2 separate regions of the Hordeum vulgare genome follow, and region 1 is linked to region 2. A link is a contact called in public Hi-C data. All regions are on one chromosome and are shown on one strand. The core of a region is the stretch at or near the end of the contact, and the rest is flanking DNA. Distances in the headings are between cores, read along the strand shown. Region 1 has its middle 24 kb from the start of LOC123406334. Region 2 holds the start of LOC123401880.

Evidence for each region. A called contact is a pair of places that touch in the nucleus more often than the background predicts.
Region 1: a contact with region 2 is called in a Hi-C map of leaf, with 4 times the contacts expected there. The contact joins the enhancer-like site here to the promoter of LOC123401880 in region 2. A contact is called at or near these places in 2 of 6 Hi-C or Micro-C datasets (leaf and seedling).

Annotation. Positions count from the first base shown.
Region 1 is chr6H:542,070,883-542,076,665 of MorexV3_pseudomolecules_assembly, forward strand. No RefSeq gene overlaps it. Among protein-coding and RNA genes, the nearest start is that of LOC123406334, 24 kb to the right of the region's middle. Within about 2 kb of position 4,234, at least 3 of the 3 cell types and tissues checked have open chromatin away from gene starts, as enhancers often do. A contact at or near this core is called in leaf and seedling, where this site is marked.
Region 2 is chr6H:542,010,946-542,017,362 of MorexV3_pseudomolecules_assembly, forward strand. It overlaps LOC123401880, which reads right to left and starts at 3,549. Exons shown (of 6, transcript XM_045095735.1): 1 at 3,245-3,549; 2 at 1,704-2,633; 3 at 1,148-1,324; 4 at 133-275. The coding sequence starts at 3,424.

The DNA.
Region 1 (5,783 bases), core at 2,984-5,483, 61 kb after region 2:
TAGCCAGTTGATCAAGGATAGTCAAGGTTTTCTGACTATGTGCAAGTGTTGTTGTTTGATAACTGGATCACATTATTAGGACAATCATGTGATGGACTAGACCCAAACTATGAACATAGCATATTGATCGTGTCGTTTTATTGCTATTGTTTCCTGCGTGTCAAGTATTTATTCCTATGACCATGAGATCATATAACTCACTGGCACCAGAGGAATACCTTGTGTGCATCAAACGTCACAAAGTAACTGGGTGACTATAAAGGTGTTCTACAGGTATCTCTGAAGGTGTTCTTTGAGTTAGTATGGATCAAGACTGGGATTTATCATTGCGTGTGACGGAGAGGTATCTCGGGGTCCACTCGGTAATACAACATCACACACAAGCCTTGCAAGCAATGTGACTAAGTGTAATTCACGGGATCTTGTATGGAACGAGTAAAGAGACTTGCCGGTAACGAGATTGAAATAGGTATGCGGATACCGACGATCAAATCTCGGGCAAGTACATACCGAAGGACAAAGGGAATGACATACGGGATTATATGAATCCTTGACACTAAGGTTCAACCGATAAGATCTTCGGAGAATATGTAGGATCCAATATGGGCATCCAGGTTCCGCTATTGGATATTGACCGAGGAGTGCCTCGGGTCATGTCTACATAGTTCTCGAACCTGCAGGGTCTGCACACTTAAGGTTCAGCGATGTTTTAGTATAGTTGAGTTATATGTGTGGTTACCGAATGTTTTTCGGAGTCCCCGATGAGATCACGAACGTCATGAGGGTTTCCAGAATGGTCCAAAAACGAAGATTGATATATAGGATGGTTTTATTTGGTCACCGGAAAGTTTCGGGCAATTCCGGTAGTGTACCGAGAGTGACGAATGGGTTCCGTGAGTTCACCGGAAGGGGCCCACCCACCTGGAGGTGAGCCCAAGGTCCTAGGACGGCGCCACAAGTCCTTAGTGGGCTGGTGGAGTCAGCCCAAGGAGCCCATGGCGCCACATAAAAAAATACCAAATAGAAAAGAAAAAGAAAAAGGGAAAGAGGGAGGTGGGAAGGAAGGGGAGGACTCCTCCTTCCCAAACCGAATTGGAGGAGGAGTCCTCCTCCTCCTAGCGCCAGCGCACCCTTGAGGCCTTGTGCCTCAAGGCTAGCCCCTTCCCCTCCCTCCTATATATAGTGGTGGTTTAGGGCTTTTTGAGACACAACTTTGCCACGTGCAACTCTAGCCTAAACCACACAGTTTCACCACTAGATCGGAGCGGATCGTGAGACAGATAGCGGAACGGTTCGTGGGACGGTTCGAGGGACGTGAAGACGTTCCACTACATCAACCGCGTTTCTTAACGCTTCCTGATGTGCGATCTACAAGGGTACGTAGATCCAAATCTCCACTCGTAGATGGGCATCACCATGATAGGTCTTCGTGTGCGTAGAATTTTTTTTGTTTCCCATGCAACGTTCCCCAACATTGCACATTAGTACATAATACATGTTTCTTCTTGAATATTACAGCGTGTCCCTCCATGGGGTGTGTGTGTGTGTGTGTGTGTGTTGGGGGGAGCAGGGGGGAGACTTGCGTAATTTCATCATCATCAAATACATAATTTAAATTTACCAAAGCTAGAAGTTACTCAGAGGGGAGAACATTGATATTCACCAATAGAGTGGTTGAGACTGTGTTGAACATGTGCACAAATAGCTCATTTGTTTGGCTTTCCACAAGCTCTAGTATTGTAATTGAGTTTGTGGATATTGAGAAACAAGGTTTTGGGTGATGGTGGTCTATATCGGCCCGGTAACTAGAAGATAATTCGGGGAATTTGTGTGGAAGTGTATATTATGTGGGAGGGGGGAGGGGAGGGAGTGTCCACTATTTTCTACTAGTGTTTAGGTTGTCATTGAAAGTGTCAGCGGAAACTCATCGTCAACCATTGTTTACGTTTTGTATATGTTTATAGATGATAAATTGAAGGTGCAATTTGGTGGTGTTACCACATGATGCGCAAAACTGAATTCAATATGTATAATAATGTTATCTCAGTAATGTCACTACGACGATTACTAAGTTGAAAGAACGGAAACATGAAAACAAAGGCTTGCCTTCTTGTAGCTAAGAGTTGATCTCTTTCTTCTTTCCAAGCGTTTTCTCCTGTTTCCTTTGGTGGCTAGAGAAAAATCTACCATCAGCGAGCCTATGGATTTACCTCCCCTCTGCCTGCCGCTCCGGCGGCCGGTGAACGGGGGGTGAATCCCGGTGTCTTCGGTCTGGCTAGTAGTTCATATTAGCTTTTGTTACTCCTTGTAGATTTGGTGCTCGGGAGGATGACGACGCTTCTTCGTTGAGGTTGCCTTCGAGGATTTGATCCTCCTCGACTTCGTGCATCCGGATGTAGTCGACGGAGCTCCGACGTTGATTCCTGTCACCTCTTTAGGGCCACGAGTTAGGATTTCTCGTCATGTGTGCGCTAGAGCGAGATTTGGTGTCAATTGCTTCATATCTATTAAAGGTTCAATTACGAAGAATGCTGCTTTTTGGAGTTGGTCCTTAATAGCACATGCATGAAGACTTCTTGATTGTCACCGACAAGGTTAAACTGGCTCTTATAGGGGAGCGGTGATAGCGGCGCTTCGATGGCTCATTTTGGCGATGGTATTAGTCCTTCGATGGTCTAAAGACTTTGATGTAAAATTTTATTATGATTGAGGTGTTTTGAGCTTCTGATGAGCTTCTATAATAGATACGGATCTTTCCCAAAAAAACTAAAATAAAAGATGATCCCTTACTAATACGGAGAAAATAAATGAACGAGGTTAATATGAGCTCGAGTGAAAATAAAATTAAAAAAATTATGATTTTTTTCATACAATTCTATTTTTTTATAACAAACATTACTAATGTTTTTGTTGCCTCCGAAGTTTTATCAAAAAACAACATTCGTGAAAAACATGGTAAAAAAATCAATGTAAAATATCTCCATTGCTTGCATAGTTTTTTTCGTGCTTGGTATCATGGTGACCTGATTATTGTCATTCATGGTAATAACACTTACTAGTACGCTACTTAATATGATACGGAATCATACTACCAGGATATTTAATTTTCATGACACGTAATGACGTGTCGTTTTCATGATACGAGCAAAATACATCACAACCAGTGACGGAACTAGGGCCCGGCACAGGGAGGGCATGGTCCCAACTCCTTTGTATACTGTAGCACAATGATGTAGCACAATAATTTAGCAAAGTGCTACAGAGTAAAACAGGCCCGGGGCGGCCCGCTAGGCGGATCCGTCCCTGATTACGGCTAACCAATCTATATATATTCTCTGAACTTTGTGGCTATTAAGGTAAAAAAATACTCTCTTCATCCTAAAATAAGTGTCTTAAACTTAGTATAATTTTGTACTACAGTTATTATAAAGTTGAGACAGTTATTTTGAGACGGAGGGAGTATTATATGCATAGAACATTTGATAGTATCCAGGTGAGGACTTTTCGTTGAAGAAAAGACAGGAACAACAGTGCTCACAACTAAAATTGATAGGGTAACCAACGAGCTCTATCCCATTGGCTGGTTAACGTTGGAACTGAAAATAATTATTTCACAAGAATAACTTTGAGGTTTTAGGCTGGCCGTAGTGGGTGTAACTAAAGTACTATCATGTACTCGGAAATAGCAAACATGCTGATGTGGCAGGGGATTAAAAAAGAGATAGAGGATTAGAGTAACATAGGTAGATATCGTAACATGTTAAATGCTATGCTACTATGTGTCATGCATGCCAATAAATAAGGTCATATATGATACTACTTTATGATACTCCCTCCGTCCGGAAATACTTGTCATAGAAATAGATGTATCTAGACTTATTTTAGTTATGGATACATCCATTTTATACATTTTCAGGACAAATATTTTCGGACGAAGGAAGTACTATATACTACTCCCTCCGTTCCTAAATATAAATCTTTTAAGAGATTACACTACGAGTCTACATACGAAGCAAAATGAATGAATCTACACTTTAAAATATGTCTATGTATATCCGTATGTAGTCTATTAGTGGAATCTCTAGAAAGACTTATATTTAGGAACGGAGGGAGTATGAAAATAGTATCATACAACAATAGTATCATATGCATTATATGTTACTCTCCGACCAGCCTTACGGAATAATGCATGCATGCATGCATATGGGTCGGTACGCTTGACCCATCAGGGGTGCTGGGCCGTTGCGTGTAGAATGTCCGGTAGCGGCCATCAGCCTTCTGCGCACGCCGACCAGTCGTGGCCGGTTTCTCCACAGCGTATATGCAGGCACATTTCCTGTTGACATGAGAATAAAAGGACAGGACATAATCATTGTCAAAATATACTCCTCTACTTTTTCTTGAAGGTTAGTATATGTAGCATCACGGATGTTTTTAAATTAGCACTGCATGGGATTCCAATGCTGAAGCAGGGAACAGCCGACATGATTAATTTGCCCTATTTCTTATTATTTTTTCACCTATTATTAGTACCTGATGAAGGTTAGGTACACATATACTTGTAAGATGCTCATTTGTTTATGTTTAGTTGAATCGCAGTGTTGCGTGTGCTATAGCCCGAGTGAACGCTCAAGCATTTTTTTTCCGAAACGAAGACAATTTTTTTTTGCCTTATCAGTAATTAAAAAAAAGAATTGCCTAATTAATTAATGAAAAATCAGACAAAAATCAATACATATCGACCACATGCGGACTACTCGTTAAGAAAGAAACTCCATGACGCTATAATCAACCCGACAAACATACATAGCATGCAACAACCATGAAACCTTGCAGTTCGATTTCGTAAAGAAACCCTCAACTAAACCAATATTAAATATACCGGACGCCACCAAATCCACATATGTGGGCCAATCAAAGATGGATGACGAAGAGACTGAGTATGCCCCATTAAACAGATGCCGACGCCTTAGCAATGACGCCACCCTTCTTGCCTATGCTCCTCAGAGCCTTCTTCACCTTCTTGATTTTACCCAGCGAAACCTCCTCCGCTAAGAGGCGGGCAATCGTTTGGGCAGACCCAGGAGAAGCTGCATCCAAGTTGGCGAGCAAGCGGCCAAGCTTTTTCGCCAACACCGCCTCATCAATACGTGCTAACATAGCGTCATGGTCAAAGATGGGAGACCGGATGGGCTTCAACGGCTGAGAGTTAGGTGCCAAAGCACCTACCACATCAACCTCGACACCCACAAACGCCACCTCGCCAACAACCTCAGGTGAGAGAATAATAGTAGCAGACAAACCTCCACGGTCCACAAAGATGAGCGGCTAACCCGGCTCCAACGACAACGATGAGGTCGCAATCGGCATCGTCAAGTCCGCTCCAAGCGACCTCATCTCCTCAGGAAGCACCATCTAAATAGGCGGAGTGGGCTCCCCACAAAACGGAAATCAACATTTCTTCCCACTATTTTTTTCTAAACCACAACCACGGAAGAATGTTGAAGTAGTAATAGTGATTGCCCCTCGAGAGGTGAAGATATGAATAAAACAGGACTATAACAAAGCTTTCCTACTTGGTAGGCTCCCACCAGAGAGATATTCAATATAAGTGAGACTAGAACAAGCTGGAAGCTTAGACCCATACCTTTTGTCCTCATTCTTTCGTTTTAGCTAGCTATAATGGTATGTGCTCTGAAAGGTAGTTGTTTTTACTACAAAGTCATCACATGAACTCAAAGGATGCATTAGTGATATTAGTGTCTTGTATAATTTGCACGTAA
Region 2 (6,417 bases), core at 2,299-4,798:
TAAGATGTCAACAATGCCTATAGTGAGCAGTTAGAATTACCAACTATCAGAAACAATGAAACATACCAACATTAGAATTAGTAAAACTGCTTCCTTAGGAAAATTAGACAGATTAAATGACAAGAAGCTCACTGTTCCATATCAGCACTGCATTGGGCTGTCTCAAGCTTTTTGTAGCTCTTACATGGTAATGAATTAACCACAGACTCTGGAGCTTGAGCAGAGGCCATGGAAAGTGAAAGTGACGAGGGTTGCCGATGAATCTCATCCAATACCTGGAAAAAATTGTGCATGTAAGCATACTAACAAGAAAAGAAATCTTATACAAAAACAACAAAGGAGCAGTGAAGTTGACATAATCATCCTTTAAAGACTCCACTCCTAGTTTAGTCAATGGGTGCAAATTAACGTCAATTACAATTTACATCCCTCTATAGACTGAACTATCAAAGTTCCTACTTCTAATTTTCTGGTGGTGCTTTGGCCTCATAAATTAATCAACCATCATACAGATATAGCCACAAAACAATCCCTGTAATACTGACTTTGCTCTGCAACTTATGCGGCCAACTTTATTTTGTTGTTGTCAGGTAATTTACTAATTAAAACAGGTTGACAGGACCTTTATGCAAAAGAGGAAATAGTTGAAGTTCCAGTCTATTGTAGTGATTTCAAATTTCAATACGAATCTGCATGAAATTATAAAGGTGCTGTGTTGAAGTCTGTAACTGGAGTAACAGCTGCATATGGCAACTCATACATTTGTCAAAACTCAGAAGTAAAGCAGTGGAACAGTTGTGTCAAAACTCTTCGTACCATATATATAACATATATGCAGTTGTGTCTCTTAGTTCTTCTATAAACACAACTAGAATGATGATGATAATCCAATGAATCAGACTTGAGGAACACAAATTGAACACACGAATGCTAAATACTCCCTCTGTTCCTAAATATAAGTCTATTTAGATATTACACTACGAATTACAAACGGATGTATATAGACATACTTTATAGTGTAGATTCATTCATTTTGCTCCGTAAGTAGTCCATAGTGGAATCTCTTAAAAGACTTATATTTAGGAACTGAGGGAGTAGTTCCCAACACTTACATAAAAACATTTAAAAATGAAGGGAAAGAGCAAACCTCAAATAATGCCTCTGTTAACATGACAATTCTTGATATACTTGCACGAGCACTAGATTCTTCAGCGACCAAGAATGCATCACAGGTGCATCTGCCAATTTGGTGTATCCCCAAAGGACAAGCAGCAGTACTTTGCCCGTTCCCACTATCAAAAATAGCACGACGGTGCTCCCTAATCTGTAACAAAACAATAGCACCAACTTCAGGACACATGTGCATGAGATCAAGCAGTAAATGACTAAGACCGTAGGTAACAATGCTACTGAGTGTAAGAACCAAAACTGAGAGCACATTGGGCGTAAAAGTGATGCAGAAATGAAACAGCATATGCAGCATATAAAGTAGGTTCAGTTCACGGAATTCTGAATATGCTGAAAGCAAATAGAGAGAACACATGTGATGATTAAAGTACATGTTTTTGTTCAGATAATAGTGCAAACCTACATCGACAATTAAAAACTTAATCTGGACATAGTGGCACCAACAACATTTCTAAATATGGAATTGCAACATGTATGAAAGAGTAGGCATAGCTGCCATAGGCAAGAGCAATTACCCGAGATCTTGAATACTGGTTTACTCTGATTGAACCATGGCGTCTACGATGGAAGTAGCGTGCCTCCTCAACCTCATCCCCAAAAAGATCATCACCAAGGTCTAGCCATCTACTGTAAAATCCAAGATCATCAGTGTCTGAATCTAGATAACCTCTAGAACCACGTCTTGAAAATGAATCCCATAGGACCCTTCTATGATTTCTTCTTGTTTCACCATTGCTCGAATCTCTAGAGCGCTCTGGGCCATCATTTGAGAAAATGATGTCTTCATGCACTGTACTTCCACCAATCTGACCATGTGACACACTGAATATGGTGGGAGTATCTTCTCTGCTAGTAGTTGCATCTGGAATTGATTCTCCAATAATGGATGATGCACTTGAAGTAGCAGGCAACACAGATGTTAAGCTGGATTGAGAAACATCTGAGCTTTCACTTGACAAAACATCTCTGGATGAAGTCCTGCGGAGAGCTGTCTCTCCATCTTCCAAGCCAGGCATGATCCTTTCAGATGTGATCAGCGAGGAGTGGAAATCAGACTGGGAAATGGAGCCACTAACTTCTGTAATGAAAACTGCGTCAATGTGGACATTATCAGGTGCAGGTTCTACAAGCTCTTGTGCCATAGGACTAACCCCTTCTCCAGATGTTCTCTCATCATTGCCAGCTTCATTACTGAAATCTCCCCTAATCATGGCATCCTTTCCTGATGAACTCTCCAGGCCACTCGTTTCAGCATCTTTAATTCGCAGGGCATGCTCCTTGTTCTCATGACAGTCGAGGTGATTGAATCTGAGGCGGTGACTTATGGTGCTGGAAGACGGATGCACTCTTGGGTCAGGCTCGCTGGTGTGACGAAGATCCTTAGCAGACAGAGAAGGCTGAAAATCTAGCCCAGCCGCTGCTCGCTCCGCTTGCCGAGTTGCCGCCTGCACAACATACCTTCCTGGCATCAGTCAACAACCCAGATAATAACATAACAGATGGAAAATAAAGCAACCTTATCCACTGAAACCACGAAACCCCACTGGCACTTGAACAAGATACAGCAACACTGCAATTTCACAAATTTAGCTCAGCTTGTCCCTCAGCAGAACCGACACTTTCAGTGTGGGACGACAGATTCTGTGAGCTCTCCATCGATGCCCATTATGAGGGCTGCAACGCACGTAGCTATAGGCTAGCTAATCCAGAGGCTGTTTGCATGGCACGGATGTGTAAGGAAGGGGCATAAATGTTGATTCAGCTAGTCAACTGCTCCTCCATACAAACTGCTGCTGTTACATAGTCGTCATGATTGAGCAAGCAGCGGTACAGCAGGAATGGGGATTAAGAGCTGCAGAAGCACGTACGCTCCCCAGGCGCGCTCCATGGCTTCTCCTAACCCCAAGCCACGCCCCCGGAGCCGCCGTCCCGAACCCCACGACCCGGTGAACAGTAACCACCGACAAATCGATCGCTACCGCAAGCCAGCTCGAACGGCGAGACCCGAGACCAGCCCCGTGCGTGCAAGGGGGGGTAAGGAGCGGCGGCTGAGTACCTGGAGGGCGCGCGAGGAGGAGGCGGCGGCGGCGGCGGCGGCGGCGAGCCCCCCGCCGTCGCCCGCGGAGGATCCGGCCCCGAAGCACCCGCCTAGGCCGATCCGCGGCCGCCGGCGCCGTGGCGACGGAGAAGACGACGACGGCGCGCCGGCGGCGCAGCTGCTGCTCGCGGCGCCCATCTCGCTCGGCTTTCCGGACGGGTGGATGGATGGATGGATGGGTGGGTTCCTCCGCTCTGCGATTCGGGGGGAGGGGAGGGGAGGGGATGCGGGGCGCTGTCCCTGTTTGCGTCTGCGCGCTTTATAGACTGCTTTCTTCGCTTCCTGGCTTGGTTTATTTATATTGTTTTCTGCGGGCGGATTTGTCTCAGCTCCTCGAAACCATTTGACTCTCGTGTTTGGGTCAAGAAGATAAAACTGGTGCTTGTTTTCTTTTTTACTTTTGTTTTCGAGTCAAGAAGATAAAAATGGTGCTTGTCGGTGGTTAGTCGCCGTGTAAGCATAATTTAATTTTGAATCACGGGTGCTCTCTGCGTTCATAAATATATATAAGATGTTTTGGATATTCAAGTATATGCCGCATGCAGATTTAAATGCATGGAGAAACGCTACGAAACGTTTGTGTCTATGTTCATCTCATTTGAAGAAAACACTGGAGCGTCCTGTGGTATTTGTTAGCGGGCGTAGTAGAAGCTAGTCCAGAGGAAGGATAGATGGTTTTCCGAATCGATACGTGTTAATCTCGATATGTCCAGCGGGTTAGGTTGTCGGTAATGCCCACCATACGAGAAATCAAATTAATTCATTTCATAGTTGACCATCATACATACTTCTTTGATCATCATTCATAGTTCTACAAAATGCATAGGAGGAGCGGCGGAGCCACCGTAAATCCTACTGCCAAAATTTGGCACGCCGGAGCCATCCGGGCTCGGCGGCGACACTGCGGCGGCAAACATCCTTAGTACTCGTCGGAGGAGGAGACGATGTCGATGTAGATGGTGTCATGTGCCTCGGCTTTGCAGCACGACGCAACCAACTTGTCGTTGAACTACTGCCCATTCGCGAGCCCCTGTCGAGGTCATCGACCCGGCGGCAGTGATGCGCCTCCTCCTCCTCCCGCGCAATACGCACGAGGACGGCTGCCTCAATGGCGTCCGCCTTTGCTGGGGGGGATCCTCTGGCCCAATGACGCCACCGCCCCGCTGCTCTGGCTCTGGCTCCAGCTCTCTCTTCATCGTGCGGATCGGTGGGAGCTCCGCTGGCTCCCTTTCAATCAGAGTCAGCATATGGGAGCTCGACCCCCCGACGGAGCTGCCTGAGGCGGAGGAGCATCACGTGCTGGAGTACAACCGCGTCTGCGTGCGGTCACTCTTACGTCTTGCGGCGGAGGAGCGACGACAGTAGCGATAGGCCTTGGTTTCGGGTACTTGCGAGTGGCCCGGTTCTGCGCGACGTCGGATGCCACGCAACGCTATCGCTCGGGGTTGCCGTCGCCGCCATGGCCCGTCGACCAACTTCCACGCCACATTTTGAGTGGGAGAGGGAGGATTGAGCTCGTCAACGACGAGAAATCGGGAGAGGGATTGGGATTGACGGCGGTGTGCGGATAGGATTTCACCCCGTACCTGTCACGCCCAAGATGCGACCTTATCCTCAATTTGGCACGAAGGCCTCGTCAGGGATAGAAGCGCATCTCGTCGTGTCGCAAGAATGGATATCGTTACAAGTACATGTACTGAAAAGAAGAGGTATATATATAGAATTGGCTTACACTCGCCACAAGCTACTTCAGAGTCACAGCAGTACAATACATAATCATCATGAAGAAGAGCAGGGTCCGACTACGGACGAAAACAAACGAGAAAAAAAGAACGACGTCCATCCTTGCTATCCCAGGCTGCCGCCCTGGAACCCATCCTAGATATATGAAGAAGAAGAAGAAGAAGAAGCAACTCCAAATGAACAATAAACGCGCTCGCGTCAAGTAACCTTTACCTGTACCTGCAACTGGTGTTGTAGTAATCCGTGAGCCACAGGGGACTCAGCAATCTCATTTCCAAAGGTATCAAGACTAGCAAAGCTTAATGGGTGAGGTATGGTTAAGTGGTGAGGTTGCAGCAGCGACTAAGCATATATTTGGTGGCTAAACTTACGAGTACAAGAAATAAGAGGGGGAAGATCTACGCATAGCGAACGTGAACTACTGATGATCAAATGAATGATCCTGAACACCTACCTACGTCAGACATAACCCCACCGTGTCCTCGATCGGAGAGAGAACTCACGAAAAAGACAGTCACGGTTACGCACACAGTTGGCATATTTTTAATTAACTTAACTTCAAGTTATCTAGAACCAGTGTTAAACAAAGTATCCACGTTGCCACATAACTGCGGGCACGGCTTTCCAAAAAAGATTTAACCCTGCAGGGGTGCTCCAACTAGTCCATCACAAATTACCACAAAGCCGCATAGAAATCCTCAATCACGAAGCTCGCGATCTCATCGAATTCCCTAGTGGAAAACCTCAACTCTGAGATTACCCAAAGCATCACCGGAATCCCGATGCACACACTAGTGGAAAACGGGCCTTTGGCCGGGACCCTTTAGTCCCGGCCTGCCTCTGGGCCGGGACTAAAGGCCCGGCCACGTCGCCCCAATTCTCAATGCCTCCCTCGAGGCTTTAGTCCCGGCCTGTAAGGAGCCTTTAGTCCCGGTTCGTGTCCCAAACCGGGACTAAAGGGCTACGCGGTGGGCAGTGGTGGTGGCAACTGTTCGTATCCCCCTTTAGTCCCGGTTGGTGGCTCAACCCGGGACTAAAGGCCTAACACGTGGCCTGCCGTAGTGGTGGCAACCGTTGGTATACCTCTTTAGTCCCGGTTGGTGGCTCAATCCGGGACTAAAGGCCCAAACGGTTTGCATCCCGCGTCGTTTCGGGCGATGAAAAGCACGAACCGAAGCAGAGTCGCCATTTCTCTGTTTCTTCTTCTCTCTCGCTCTCGCTCTGTTCTTCTCCTCTCTTCTTCCCTTCTCTTCTTCCACCATGCCAACTCGCTTTGGAGAGGTGCTCGCACATGGCAAGACCAAGCTCGATGTCGTGTACACGAACGAGAGCAGGGAGATGCCGTATTTTCTTGAACAATTGAAGGAACGATGGCTTTACGCCGCAAT